Linked DNA regions of Sus scrofa: region 1 is linked to region 2. Evidence: chromatin contacts called from public HiChIP or PLAC-seq data. All regions are on one chromosome and are shown on one strand. The core of a region is the stretch at or near the end of the contact, and the rest is flanking DNA. Distances in the headings are between cores, read along the strand shown. Region 1 has its middle 160 kb from the start of TRNAE-UUC. Region 2 has its middle 76 kb from the start of MIR181B-1.

Region 1 (6,077 bases), core at 1,116-3,615, 460 kb after region 2:
AGCCCAGCTCAGTAGATTAAAAAGCCTAGCATTGCTGCAGCTGCAGCACAGGTTACAGCTGCTACACAGGCCACAGCTGCAGCATAGGTCGAATATTCAGTCTCTGGCCTGGGAACTTCCATATGCTCCAATATAGCCAAAAATGACAATAACAACAAAAACAGAAGTAGACTCACAGACATAGAGAGCAGACTTGCGGTTGCCAACTGAGATGGGAGAAGGCAGGGATCACTGGATGTAAACTATTAACATTTGGAATGGATAAGCAATGAGGTCCTACTGTACAGCACAGGGAGCTCTATCCAATCTCTTGGGATAGAACGTAATGGAAGATAGTATGAGATAAAGATCATATACAGGAGTCACTTGGCCTTATAGCAGAAATTGGCACAATGTTGTAAATTAATGATACTTTAATTTAAAGACAAAGAATATTATAAAAAAAGAAAACTAGTATTTTGACATAGAAGGTGTCAGAGTCTTCTTGACCTGCTATAACAATTACCATAGGCGGGGTGACTCATAAACAAAAGAAATTTCTCACAATTCTTGGGAGCTTAGGGCACCAGCAGGATTGGGTTCTACTTGCGGATTCACAGCTGTCTGCTTGCTGCGCTCTCACCTGGAGGAGGGGCAAGGCGCCCTCTGGGGTCTCTTTCACGAGGGCGCTAATCTCATTCATAAGGGCTACATCCTCATGACCTAGTCACCTCCCAAAGGCCCCACCTCCGGATGCCATCACATTAGGGCTTAGAATGTCAACGTATGAATTCAAGAGAAACAGCAACACTCAGTCACCTGAAGAAGGCATAAGGAGAGGAGCTGAAATCTCAGCTTCCTTTTCCTTCTTTGCCAAAACTAGAGAGGAAGCTGAAACTATAAGACATAACCTGTTTATTTTCAAAATTTCAGCTGTCTGTGCTGTTCCTGGGACCCATGGCCACAGGAAACTGAGCTGAAACTACCTTCAGTTTTAAGGAGCTAACTAAAGTCCATCACAGTCAATATGAGCTGTGAGTCCTGCCCTTCAGTGTATCGTTAGGACGCTGTGTCTCTCCTCCACAAGGAAGAAGAAGCATCTTTATCAGCTAAGAATTTTGGTTTTGAATGTTCATCATAAAGATTATCTGGATAGAAACAGACTGTTAAAGCTCAGCTAGTGATTACAGATGATCAAATATGTTTGGGGTCCAATCATGTTGCTAAAGCATCGTACCAAAATCAAATGCCCTTTAAAAACCAAGATACTGGATTTCAGGATTTAGGTCATCAGTGATAATGTAGAAGTTAGCTTAATCTTTAATATTTGCTTGAAAAGCTCAAGGCCAGGCCTGTTTTTGCACTGTTCTTTGCCTTTTGAACATAATGCGTTAAGCATCAAGATGATAGCAGAATGACCTTGCAGGACAGACGCCCATCCTTCTGGGTTTACATGGTTAACTTCCTGCTTAGAGCCTGGTAAAGGGCAGGCCCTGGCTGGTCAGGGTGTGTTAGACACACCTCCTGCACTTCCTTCTCCCATGCTTCATTCATCTAACATTTATTGGGCACCTCTGATTCCTGGCACAACACCTTGGTAAAGAGTTTTGCACTTAGAGTAGGTCCCTCATGTGTTTATCTGGGCATCTTTGTGTGGTCATTTTTTAGCAGAAAAGCTTCAGATCACAAAAAAAGGTTCTCTTTAGCATTTTCTCATTTTGAGGTCTGGTTACCAAGTGGCTTTTAGAAGAAAGAAACACAAAGAGCCATCCTAAGTCTTACGTGGAACATTCAAAATCAACATTAAAAGTTCTCAGATATCATTGCTGATTGCTTGACCATATCCAGATAGCTGGCCTAAGTTCAGAACACTTTATGGCCAAGAATTGTTTTTAATTAGTACTATTTATGTCAATATCAGGTTGTGACACATTATCAAATGGTGACAAAAAGTTCTGTTTTTTCCACTGGTTCATGCCCCGTAGTTGTGTCTCTCGAACAAGACCAAATGTCTGTGTAAGCCCAGGCCACTTCTTCTTCCTAGTAGGGCAATGCTGGGCACACAGTAGGCCCAATAATGCATCCACGGATAGAATGAATCCCTAACCTCTGAGTCCCACTTACTTTTTCCGCTCTTAATTATGGGACTAACTCCTAATAGCAAGGGTCTTGGGAACTCCGAAGTAAACAGCATACTGTCCCTTTGACAAGGCAATCACTTTACTGATTCAGCTTGCAGTTGCAGCGCTGCGTACAGTATTAACACTCTCTTACTAGAAAATCATCAGGCAATCATGACGAATAAGGAAGGCATTTCCTGGCAGCTAATGACCAGCATCAGGGAGCTTGCGCTTGACACAAGGCCAGCAGCCCTCAGCCCAGCTGGCGACTACTGAAACCGGACATACCAGGCCTCCCTCAAGGTTACCGTGTATTTGTTTATAAACTGTGAGTATAGTAACAAGGAATGGAAAATGAAGTCATGTTTACGTGCTGCTAAGTTGAAAGTATCTACATCTTCTGACACGTAGCTGTTGTAGTCATACGGCCCAGACTGGTCTCCCTAGGTCTGGGACATGATGTGTATTCAGCTTTTAGGACTTTGAACATGAAATGAAGTCGGCTTTTCAAAGTGGATAGGTAGGATAAAGGTAAGAACAACAGCAGTCGAACTCGAATTTGCTGAGCATTTACGAGGTGTCAAGGGCTGTGCTAAGCCCTTGGCATTGACTGATAGAATCCTCGGGGTGACTGTACAACATAGGGAAGGTTAGTGCACAGGAAGGGACTGGGGCACAGAGAGGAGAAAGGAGCTGCCCCTGGTCCATGGGTAGACAGCAGCAGAGCTTGGGTTTAAGGCAGCAGAGTCCCACTTGCAATTTGCAGAGGCTCACTGCTATGTTGCATTATCACATTTCCACCAATGGCAAAACAAAACAAAACAAAAACCCCTAAACCACTATCAACAAATTATGAAAAAAAAAAAAAAAGAAACATCGTGCCGGCAGTATCCCATGTTGCTTATACATAAGATGACCTCGGCTTTTTCCATAGGACAGTATTTGGAAGTTATGCTATCTCAGCTCACTTAGATAACGCCCAACAAATGAGACAAAATAAACACTCGTCTAAAAACTGAAAAAGCCAAGTGTCAATGAGGCTCTTTTCACAATCTAGGGAAATTCTGCAAGTCCTTTTCGTTTCACCATTATGATTTTTCCAGAAACTGACAATTAAAATTTATAAGTAGGAGTCAAGAGGGACACGTCTCGGGGGAGCTGAAATTTCCTTTCTAGAAAGATCTCTCTTCCTGTCTGAAAACTTTCCTTATGCTTCTTCCAGCAACCCTGTTCCACGAATTGGCAATTCACTTAAGCTAACGAATTTCCATTATTGAGAAACGCGAGGGCCCCTGGAGAAGCAAGATGGCCTTCTCATTACTTACTCATGTTACTTATTCACATGAACATTCAAGTTATTCAATGAGGTTTCCCTTAAAATCCAGCCCCTAATGTCTAGCCCCGCCGGGGTGTGGGGGGGAAGGGAACTGAGTTTGTAAATGATGATTGGAGTGGGAGCAGAAGCTGAGTTTTAGGGGAACAGGAGAATTGGAGTTGTCCCAGCTGTTGTGAGGACAGCAACCACAGAGGAGCCTCAAGCAGAGTGGGGAGGTCGATGGGACCAAGAGAGGGAGGTTGGAGGGAAGATGGTATCATAGCGGCTGTGATGTGACCTCCAGATACACTTAAGAGCAAGAGCCTCTAGCCCTTCCCAACTCTGAGCACGGGAAGCAGGTGACAGCATTGCCACCGTGCTAGAAGGTCTCCTCCGACTCAGCCTGGCATGGCTGGAGCAGAGCTGAGGCCAGGCCCCTCTGCTGTGCCCTCTGCCACCTGCCACCTGTTCCAGCCCATCAGGTGTTCTCAGTGGAGCTGCTTTCAAGGTCTAAAACCATTGCCAGTTGAGCTCAGTACGTGAGGAACTGTCTGGCCCTTTGTCTGTGTCTGGGGCTCATTTTATTGCATTAAAAAAATTTAAAGCAGTTTTACCTTGACTCAGAGCAGTCTGCAACGATGGCACAGGGACTTTTTTTTTTTAACCTAAGTGAGGCTTGAGGTTTATTTGGATCTTTGTGTTTTCCCATGCATGTGAGCACAAAGAAGAACCTGTCCCCTGATGCTAATAAATGTTTTAGCTGTAGGGCTGCCCTTCATGGATTCGTCTCCTTTCCTCTGCCACCACGAACCTAATGGAGGAAGGTCCTCCATGTACCACTGTCCCACAGACAGGCTTGATTTAAAGACAAACATTAGGACTTCCCACTGTGGATTAGCAGGTTAATAACCCAACATAGTGTCCGTGAGGGTGCAGATTTGATGCCTGGCCTCGCTCAGGGGATTGAGGACCCGGCATTGCCAAAAGCTTGGTGTAGGTCACAGACGCAGTATCTGTTGTTGCTCTGGCTGTCGTGTAGGCTCCAGCTACAGCTCCGATTGGACCCTTAGCCCAGGAACTTCCATATGCCGTGAGTGCAGCTATAAAAATGAAAAATAAAATAAAAATCAACCAACATTAGAGATGAATTATAGTGACCGCAGCAGCTGTGGGAGAACAGAGCGGCGTTGAGCTACAGGCCACTTCTCAGTGGCACGATTGTAAACGCCATGATTTTCTTTAAAGGAAAATCATGTACCACATGGGAGTGGGTTATCAGATCAACCCAAACCCACTCTCATTTTATTTTATTTTTTTACATGACAGGAAAACATTTCTTATAATACGTTAGTTGCTTAAATACCCTACAAAGCCATCACAAATTAGGAAGAAATGACTTTCCACTCCCCGCCCCCCCCACCAAAGATTGTCTCTCATGGCCTGTCATAAACTATCACTTGAAATCAGTTTTAACTATCAAGTTAAAAGGCTAGCACCAACTTCAATGGTATTTCAGAAAGTGGAAGTAAATCTAAAATTCATCGGTTTTGGGGGTGGTCATTGTTATGGGCTGAGTTGTGTCCCTTCCAAAAAAGACGTGTTGAAGTCTTAGCCCCCAAAGACCTCAGAAGGTGGCTGTATTTAGAAATAAGGCATTTAAGGTAAAATAGGTCATATGAGTGGGTCCTGATCCAGTAGGACTGGTGACCTTATACAAGAGCATGCTGAGGCGCAGCCGCACTGGACGGAGACTGTGTCAGACCCCAGTAGAGGATGGCCAGGGAGCGACGCCTCTGAGGAAACCAGCCCTGCAGGCAGGTTGACCTTGGTGTTCCAGCCTCCAGAACAGGAGAACACACTTTGCCATAGTTGAAGGGACCCAGTCCGTGGTGCTTTCTTGCGAAAGCGCCGACAAGCTAATGCAGTCATTGAATCTAAATGATGTAACTTTCCTCTTGGCAGATGTCTGCTCTGGATTTATCAGAATGTCCTGGGAAAACAAAAACAAAACCCTGGATTGAGAATCAAACAATGTCTGCTTTATGCCTAGTTTTCTCGTGGATTTCTTTGGTCAACGAAATCACCTCTTCCCTGAGCCGAAATCACCTCTTCTTCCAAATCAAAGTCTTGACCACAATTGACGCCCTTTCTCGCTTCCACCAATAACTCGACTTTCATTAAGATTTTATGTCATGGTCTTATGTAAGATTTCACTTGGAAAAGATGACTTAAATTGCTTAAGACACTTTCGCAAGCCCCCGAACTAAAGGCTCCTTCAGACCACAGCCAAATTGTACCGTTCATTGTGCCAGCCATCTGCTCTGATTTCATTGTCATGGGATGATGGTTAATAATTTATTCTGAAACATAGAAAATGTGCTTCGGGAGTCTGTGATAGGGCTGGTAGAAAGTTATTACTTCAGGGACTCGAGTCCCTTATATCCACTTAGGACGTTACTTCTGAGTCAGTCAATATGTATTTTATAATTAGCAAATAGTTCAAAGATTCTTCAATATCCGAAAATCCATCAGTGTGATACACCACATTAACAAACTGAAGGAAAAAAACCCTATGATCCTCTCAAGAGATGTAGAAAAATCCAACACCCATTTCTGATAAAAACCCTTCAGAAAGTGGGCATAGAGGGAACCTACCTCAACAC
Region 2 (6,769 bases), core at 2,464-4,963:
AGATCTTTGCTGCTAAAGGAGTTAGACATTTTTCAGGTGGTAGAAAGTTTATGTACTTCAACTAAAATATTTTGTTGTTGTTGGTAATCGAGGAGAACAAAATAACATAATATGATGGGAAGCTAGTGATATGTTTTTTAGAAAATATATATGCATGTTATACATATATATATAAACTATAGGTTTTAGTAACAGTATTTCCTTACCATGAACTGCTTCTGTCCCCATGCTAGCTGTGGTCTTTATTTTTTTGGTGCATCCCTTCCTTTGGAACCAAGCTTATCTCCTCTGAGCTAAACATCTTTGGAGCTTGTGCCTCTAAAAATGCTGGCCTCAAGATCTTCCCAGAACTGCTCAAGAGCTGGAGTTTGCAAACTCAAATACCTTCAGAGGTTAGGAAAATAATGAGAAGGAATGAAAAAAGTTGATACAATATTAAGGGTGGCAGCTTGAAAAACACGGAAAATGCATACCCCACCTAAAAGCACTCAAATTCAATTATTTTTAAAACATGGCTCTGGCTTGACCAACTTCCCCAGCAGCCTAAGCTTGCACCATCTCTGGGCTATGTTTACCCGTCCGTTTTCCGTCCTAGGGAGCTCTTGCTGCTGGTCTGCTAGGTTGCTTTTCTCTTCATCTGTCTGTTTCTTTACATTTATTCACTGTTAAGTTCCTCCACTGAAGAGGAGGAGGAGATGGAGGAGGGGAGGGAGGAGGGGAGCGTGGAGAGAGAACGTACCCTGTCCTTGTTTCACTCAGGCAAACAATGGCTTCTTTCTCTCTGTTATGATTACGCTTGAGCCATCCCTTGACTCTGCACTGGGCTCAGTTTCTCTGTCCAATAATTTCCAGGACTTGTCATTTCATTTTGACGTTTGCTTAGATCCCTTTCTTTCACTGTGTAGACATCTGCCTCTAAGGGTCGTTATCTCAGGAGATCTCAACCCATCCCCCAAGGCAGGGCTTCCCAGCCAGGTGAGCTGGACTTCCTGGGGTACCTGGACATCAACTCCCGTGCATCTTCCAGGTTCTGGAAGCCACAGAACCTTGAGGCTGGTCACCTGTAAGGAGAGCAGCATCCTGTGAGGACCGTGTCTTTGGTTTGCTGTTTATCGCAGACTTCCATTCACTCTGAGCTCATGAGGGGAACATGCTGGGAGGCGCAGCCGAGCCACGTGGCCACTTATCACTTGGGTCAAGTGTCTGTGGTCGGCAGAGCCTCTTAATAGGATCAATACATCCGTCCTTATGACCTGCATGGACCTCGGCCTCACGATGGCATATCAGTGGCCTCTGATTTATAGATCTCAACAATGCGGAGTGTGTTTTAGAGCCTCTGGCCTCTCCACTCTTTGTGCGGAGGGCTATTTATACAGCTCTCAGTCCTAGCAGACCATGGGATCACCGCGCCTCAGAGACAGAGACTTGTCTTAAAGGTCTCTTTGCTTCTTTCACAAGTGTTCTCCCTTTTTCCGCAGCTTTGTGCCAAGAAGCAAAATGACCTTGCTTTTTTAGACAGATGCCTTCGCTCTTTTTTCAATGCTGCTGTCCCAGGGGAAGGGAATTCTTTTTTTAATCAGCTGTAACTACTGTACGTTTTCCTTGACATGCTGTTTGGGACTGGTACGTGGAAACCCCTGGCTTCACAGCTTGGATTCTGGACCTTTCGCTGCTTGTAATTTTCTGCGCCTTAATTTAGTTGTTGTTTTTTTTTTTAATAATGATTTTTATTTTTTTTCCATTATAGTTGGTTTACAGTGTTCTGACCATTTTCTACTGTACAACACGGTGACCCAGTTACATATACATGTATACATTCTTTTTTTCTCACATGATCATGCTCCATCAAATGTCCATCAACAGATGATTGGATTAGGAAGATGTGGTATATATACACAATGGAATACTACTCAGTCATGAAAAAGAACAAAATAATTTAGGTTTTTATTTGCCCTCCTGACCGTTTCCTGCTTTTCACTCAGGTAGTTGTCCCACTGCTTTTGTCTTGACTACACAGACTAGCTCCTTACCGTTTAAATCTCCAACTTCCTACAGCTTTTGTGTGTGGTTCTTGCTTTATGTTTTAACTGTGCCCTGTCCTATTGGAGGGTTTCCTTTTGGCCTATCTGATCCTTCCTTATAGAACTCTCTCTTCTTTCTTCCTGGTTTCCCAGAAACTCTTAACATCTGCCTTGAACTCCACCCAGGTTCTTCCAAAAATTATTCCTGGAACATTTCCATGGATGTGTACAGAGAAGTTCTGCTCATTCCCGGGTGTGAAATTTCTTTGGAGAAAAGAAATTTGGCATAAAGGTAAAACGTCAAACACTGCTTTCTTTCACTTCCTAGCCCTGGCCCTTCTCAAGGGTTAGGTACCAGGACCAACTTGACTCTGGCCCACACTCTGCTCTCTAAGGAGGAGCTTCGCAGGGCCGAGGGGCATTGACATTGAGGCACCTTGTGGTCTGGATGTCAGTCAAGTGGCATGAAATTCATCATTATGTAAAACATAAAGTTTACACACACACTTTAAAAGAGGGTAAAATAGTTCGGTCTCTTTCAGAAAGCATTGTAATGAAACAAAATACTTTTTTGAAAAATGGAGGCAAAGCATCTTACATATTTCATGGTAGTTTTTAATTGTATTGGCTTTTTTCCTCTTTTTTTTTTTTCTTTTTAATGGCCATACCTGAAGCATATGGAAATTCCCAGGCTAGGGGCTGAATCTGGGCCACTGCTGAGACCTACACTGCAGCTGTGGCAACACCTGATCCTTTAACCTACTGCACCAGGCTGGAGATGGGCTCTCTAGGCTGGGGATCAAACCTGTGCCTCCAAAGTGACCTAAGCTGCTGAAGTCGGTTTCTTTCTTTTTTTTTTCTTTTTTCTTTTCTTTTTTTTTTTTTTTTTTTTGTCTTTTTGTCTTTTTGCTATTTCTTGGGCTGCTCCCATGGCATACAGAGGTTCCCAGGCTAGGGGTTGAATCAGAGATGTAGCCACCAGCCTATGCCAGAGCCACAGCAACGCCAGATCCAAGGCATGTCTGTGATCTATACCACAGCTTAGGCCAAGGCTGGATCCTTAACCCACTGAGCAAGGCCAGGGATTGAACCCAAAACCTCATGGTTCCTAGTCGGATTCGTTAACCACTGAGCCATGACAGGAACTCCCTGAAGTTGGTTTCTTAACTCACTGTGCCACAGGGGGAACTCCTGTGTTTTTCCTCTTATGTATTCACGTCTTTTTTATTTTTTATTTTTTTCTATTTGTGCTACTGCTGTGCACAGCCCTTGATTCCTAGAGAAACTGTTGACTTTACCTCTCACCTTTGGCTAAAAATATAGAGTTGCTTAACTCTTTAGATTTTTCTTTTATCCTCAATAATGCCTTGACTTGCTTTTTGCCCCAAAGAAACCCACAAAGAGAATTGGGGGGGGGGAGCCCATTATTTTCCTCTGCTTTTAGAAACTGAACCAATTAGTGAGGTGCAATCAACTTCTACAATATTCCTCTAACAAACTAAATATACTGCACACAGAATAGGTTTAGACATCTTCCCTCCACCGAGTTTATTTAAGGCTCTTTGGCAGGAACTCGTGCTGGAATAGGCAGCTTCTTGGATGCTTTCAACTTGCAATTTGACACCTAATGGTTTTCCTCTTGGCTGAGAAACTCCATAAACAGAAGTGAGCAAGAGACCATGTGACTCCAGTGCTCTGGGCAGCTCAGATCCCTGGAAAGGAGGGGTTGGGGGCAGGGACAGAGGCTGCTCCTGGCTGCTGTTTTAAGATGCATCCAACAACGAAAACATCCTTTCTCAGAGGCATGAGTCCGTGTCCTCAAGAGCCAGGGCATTTGCTTGGGCCCCAGGAGCTGGGGGAACCTGCTGCTCCATCTTGGGTGAGGTGTCTGCTTTCAAACAGCTCCCTGCCCTTTTGCTGCAAAGGCAGTGTGAGGGAGTAGGAAAAGCCTTCAGAGCTGAAAGTCTGCACTTGGTGTGCCCAACACCCGTTGTACAATTGGGGGCAGGTTCCTTTGCTGTTCTTCCATTCAGGTTTTCATTGCTAAAATGGGGATGATGGTTTAAAATGACTCTCATCAAGCCAATAACCCCAGGCTTGGGCTAAGCATGCTAGGTTGTCTCATTTCCTCCCAAGCAGAAAGCCAAGCCAGCAGCTGAGTTTGAGGGTGGGCCTGTTTGCTGCCCTCTCCAAGCCCCCGGCTTCTCATCTCCAACCTGGAAATCACAAGAGGTCTTACCTCCCAAGGGGTGTTGGGAAGATGACGCAAGAGAATGTGAAAAAAAGTTACGAGAGTGATGGACGCATAATAAGTACTCAGTTGATGATGGCTGTTATTAACAGCCCTCAAAAGGTAGTTATTACCCCTTTAAAGATGTGGAAATTGGAGTTCTCTTGTGATGCAGTGGGTGGAAGATCCGGTTTGTCACTGCTATGGCACAGGTTTGATCCCTGACCCAGGAACTTCCATATGCCACAGGTATGCCACCCCCCGCCAAAAAAAGGTGGAAATTAGTACCAATAACAGTGGCTACTGCGTAGACCTGAGATTCAAGCTTAGGTCCATTGGCTATTAAAACGGGGCTCAAACCACCCCTGATAAAAATTGCTGTTGCCAGCAATTTGGGCCTCACTCTCATCCTCTGTGCCTCCCTCCCTCCCCGCCGCCTGCCTCCACTGGGCCCCCTGATCTCTGAATCATCCCAACACTCAGCTCTATTCTTCTGGTTCCCAGACCAAGGCTGAGTGGAGGGAGGAAGTTCCAAACCAGACTCAGCCTCTCCATCCTTTGAGGCTGGAGACTGAGTCACTCTTCCTGTGCACTGAGGACAAAGCGTTCCAGGGCTAACCACAGAGTCCTGTCTGTTCACTAAGGAAACCCCCGCAGTGGTCTCACAAAGGAGAGGAAAGCCTGGCCCGGCTGGCCACCGCCTCTCACGATGCCCATCCCCCTTGGTCGCCTTGCCACGGTCCCCATCCCGTTCTCCCTCCTGTGCTCCTGTTCCCACACCCAGGATCAGCTTGCTGTCGCCAATAACAAGGGCACTGGGATTGGCACATGGTACACAGCCCCTCTAATATATGTCATGGTCTTCAAGGCAACTCTTAGCGCCTCCAATTTCCATTGAGGAAAAACCAACTCAGAAGGATTACAGAATGCACCTGAGGACACATTAGCATTTATAAAAACAGCCATCTTTTGCATTTATTCTTTTTTTTTTTTTTTTTTTGTCTTTGTGCCTTTTCTAGGGTTGCTGCTGCGACATATGGAGTTCCCAGGCTAGGGGTCGAATCGGAGCTGTAGCCACCGGCCTCTGCCAGAGCCACAGCAACGCAGGATCCGAGCCACATCTGCAACCTACACCACAGCTCATGGCAACGCCAGATCATTAACCCACTGAGCAAGGTCAGGGATCGAACCCGCAACCTCATGGTTCCTAGTTGGATTTGTTTCTGCTGCGCCACGACAGGAACTCCTATTCTTTATGGATGTATTGAAATCACCTAGAATGAGATTTGTCAACCTCAGTGCTATTCTAGCAATATTCTCCTTGGAAGTGGAAAGGGTTTGCCATTACCTTTTCATGGCTGAACACAGAGGGAGCACCCATTGTCAACCCCCATTTTATCACCTCCACTTGAGTGCTGGTGGCTGAACTCAGCTATGCGGCCACACTTAGCGCTGGGGAGGCTGGGGTGTGTGGCTGTTCTTTTGTGTCCATATAAAAATCAGAGACTGTGGAATTCACATCGTGGCTCAAAGGAAACAAATCTGACTAGTATCTCTGAGGATGCGGGTTCCATCTCTGGCCTTGCTCAGTGGGTTAAGGCTCTGATGGTGCCATGAGCTGTGGTGGAGGTTGCAGACGCGGCTCGGATCTCACGTCGCTGTGGCTGTGGCGTAGGCTGGCAGCTGCAGCTCCGATTCGACTCCTAGCCTGGGAACCTTCATATGCCATGGGTGCAGCCCTAAAAAGCAAAAAGCAAAAGAAAAACAAAATAAAAATCAGAGATTGTGATGGTTAATTTTATGTGTCAACTTGACCAGGCTAAATGATACCCAGACAGCTGGTAAAGCATTATTTCTGGGAGTGTGTCTGTAAGGATGTTTCTGCAAAAGATGGGCATGTGATGCAGTGGACCGGGTGAAGAAATAGCCCCTCACCAAGGTGGGTGGCCTCACCCAGGGCCTGGAGAGCCCAGACGGAGCAGAAAGTAAAGGTAGGATGAACCCGCTCTCTCTTCTTGGGCTGGGCTGTCCACCTTTTCCTTCCCTTGGGTACCAAGACCCCTGGTTCTCAGACTCAATCACACCAGCATCTCCCCTGGGTCTCCAGCCTACAGATGCGGTGGGGAGGAGTGTCTTGGCCTCCACCACCTTGTGGAGCAAGTCCCAAAACCCTTCCCTTCTTACCTCTCTCTCTATTTCCTATCAGTTCTGTTTCTCTGAGGAACCCTGCTTCATGCACGGATTCTACTGTTGTAGAAAAACGAAAAGGGAACTTGGAACCCACTAGCACTTTCTGCTCCCAGCACTCTACAGTGTGGTCATCCGTCTCAAGGGCCTCATGACTGCGAGAGCTTGGTGAACCCTAAGGAAAACACACACACGCAAAAAACACACGTATGCAAACGAACCCTAGCTGCAGACTTTTTCCAAAAAAACTCTTACACCCCAAATCCTGAGATGTTACCAACGTATCCAAGTAAGTCAAATGTAGCAATGATCCCATTAAGTCTCCCCAGGA

What was found. HiChIP or PLAC-seq counts read pairs in DNA pulled down with a chosen protein or histone mark.
Region 1: a contact with region 2 is called in an H3K27ac HiChIP or PLAC-seq map of skeletal muscle, with 7 times the contacts expected there. The contact joins two enhancer-like sites. A contact is called at or near these places in 2 of 47 Hi-C or Micro-C datasets (embryonic fibroblasts and fetal skeletal muscle) and 1 of 2 datasets of contacts at active chromatin or transcription factors (skeletal muscle).

The regions. Positions count from the first base shown.
Region 1 is chr10:22,078,581-22,084,657 of Sscrofa11.1, forward strand. No RefSeq gene overlaps it. Among named protein-coding and RNA genes, the nearest start is that of TRNAE-UUC, 160 kb to the left of the region's middle. Within about 2 kb of position 2,366, at least 40 of the 83 cell types and tissues checked have an H3K27ac peak or open chromatin away from gene starts, as enhancers often do. A contact at or near this core is called in embryonic fibroblasts and skeletal muscle, where this site is marked.
Region 2 is chr10:21,616,943-21,623,711 of Sscrofa11.1, forward strand. No RefSeq gene overlaps it. Among named protein-coding and RNA genes, the nearest start is that of MIR181B-1, 76 kb to the right of the region's middle. Within about 2 kb of position 3,714, at least 21 of the 83 cell types and tissues checked have an H3K27ac peak or open chromatin away from gene starts, as enhancers often do. A contact at or near this core is called in embryonic fibroblasts and skeletal muscle, where this site is marked.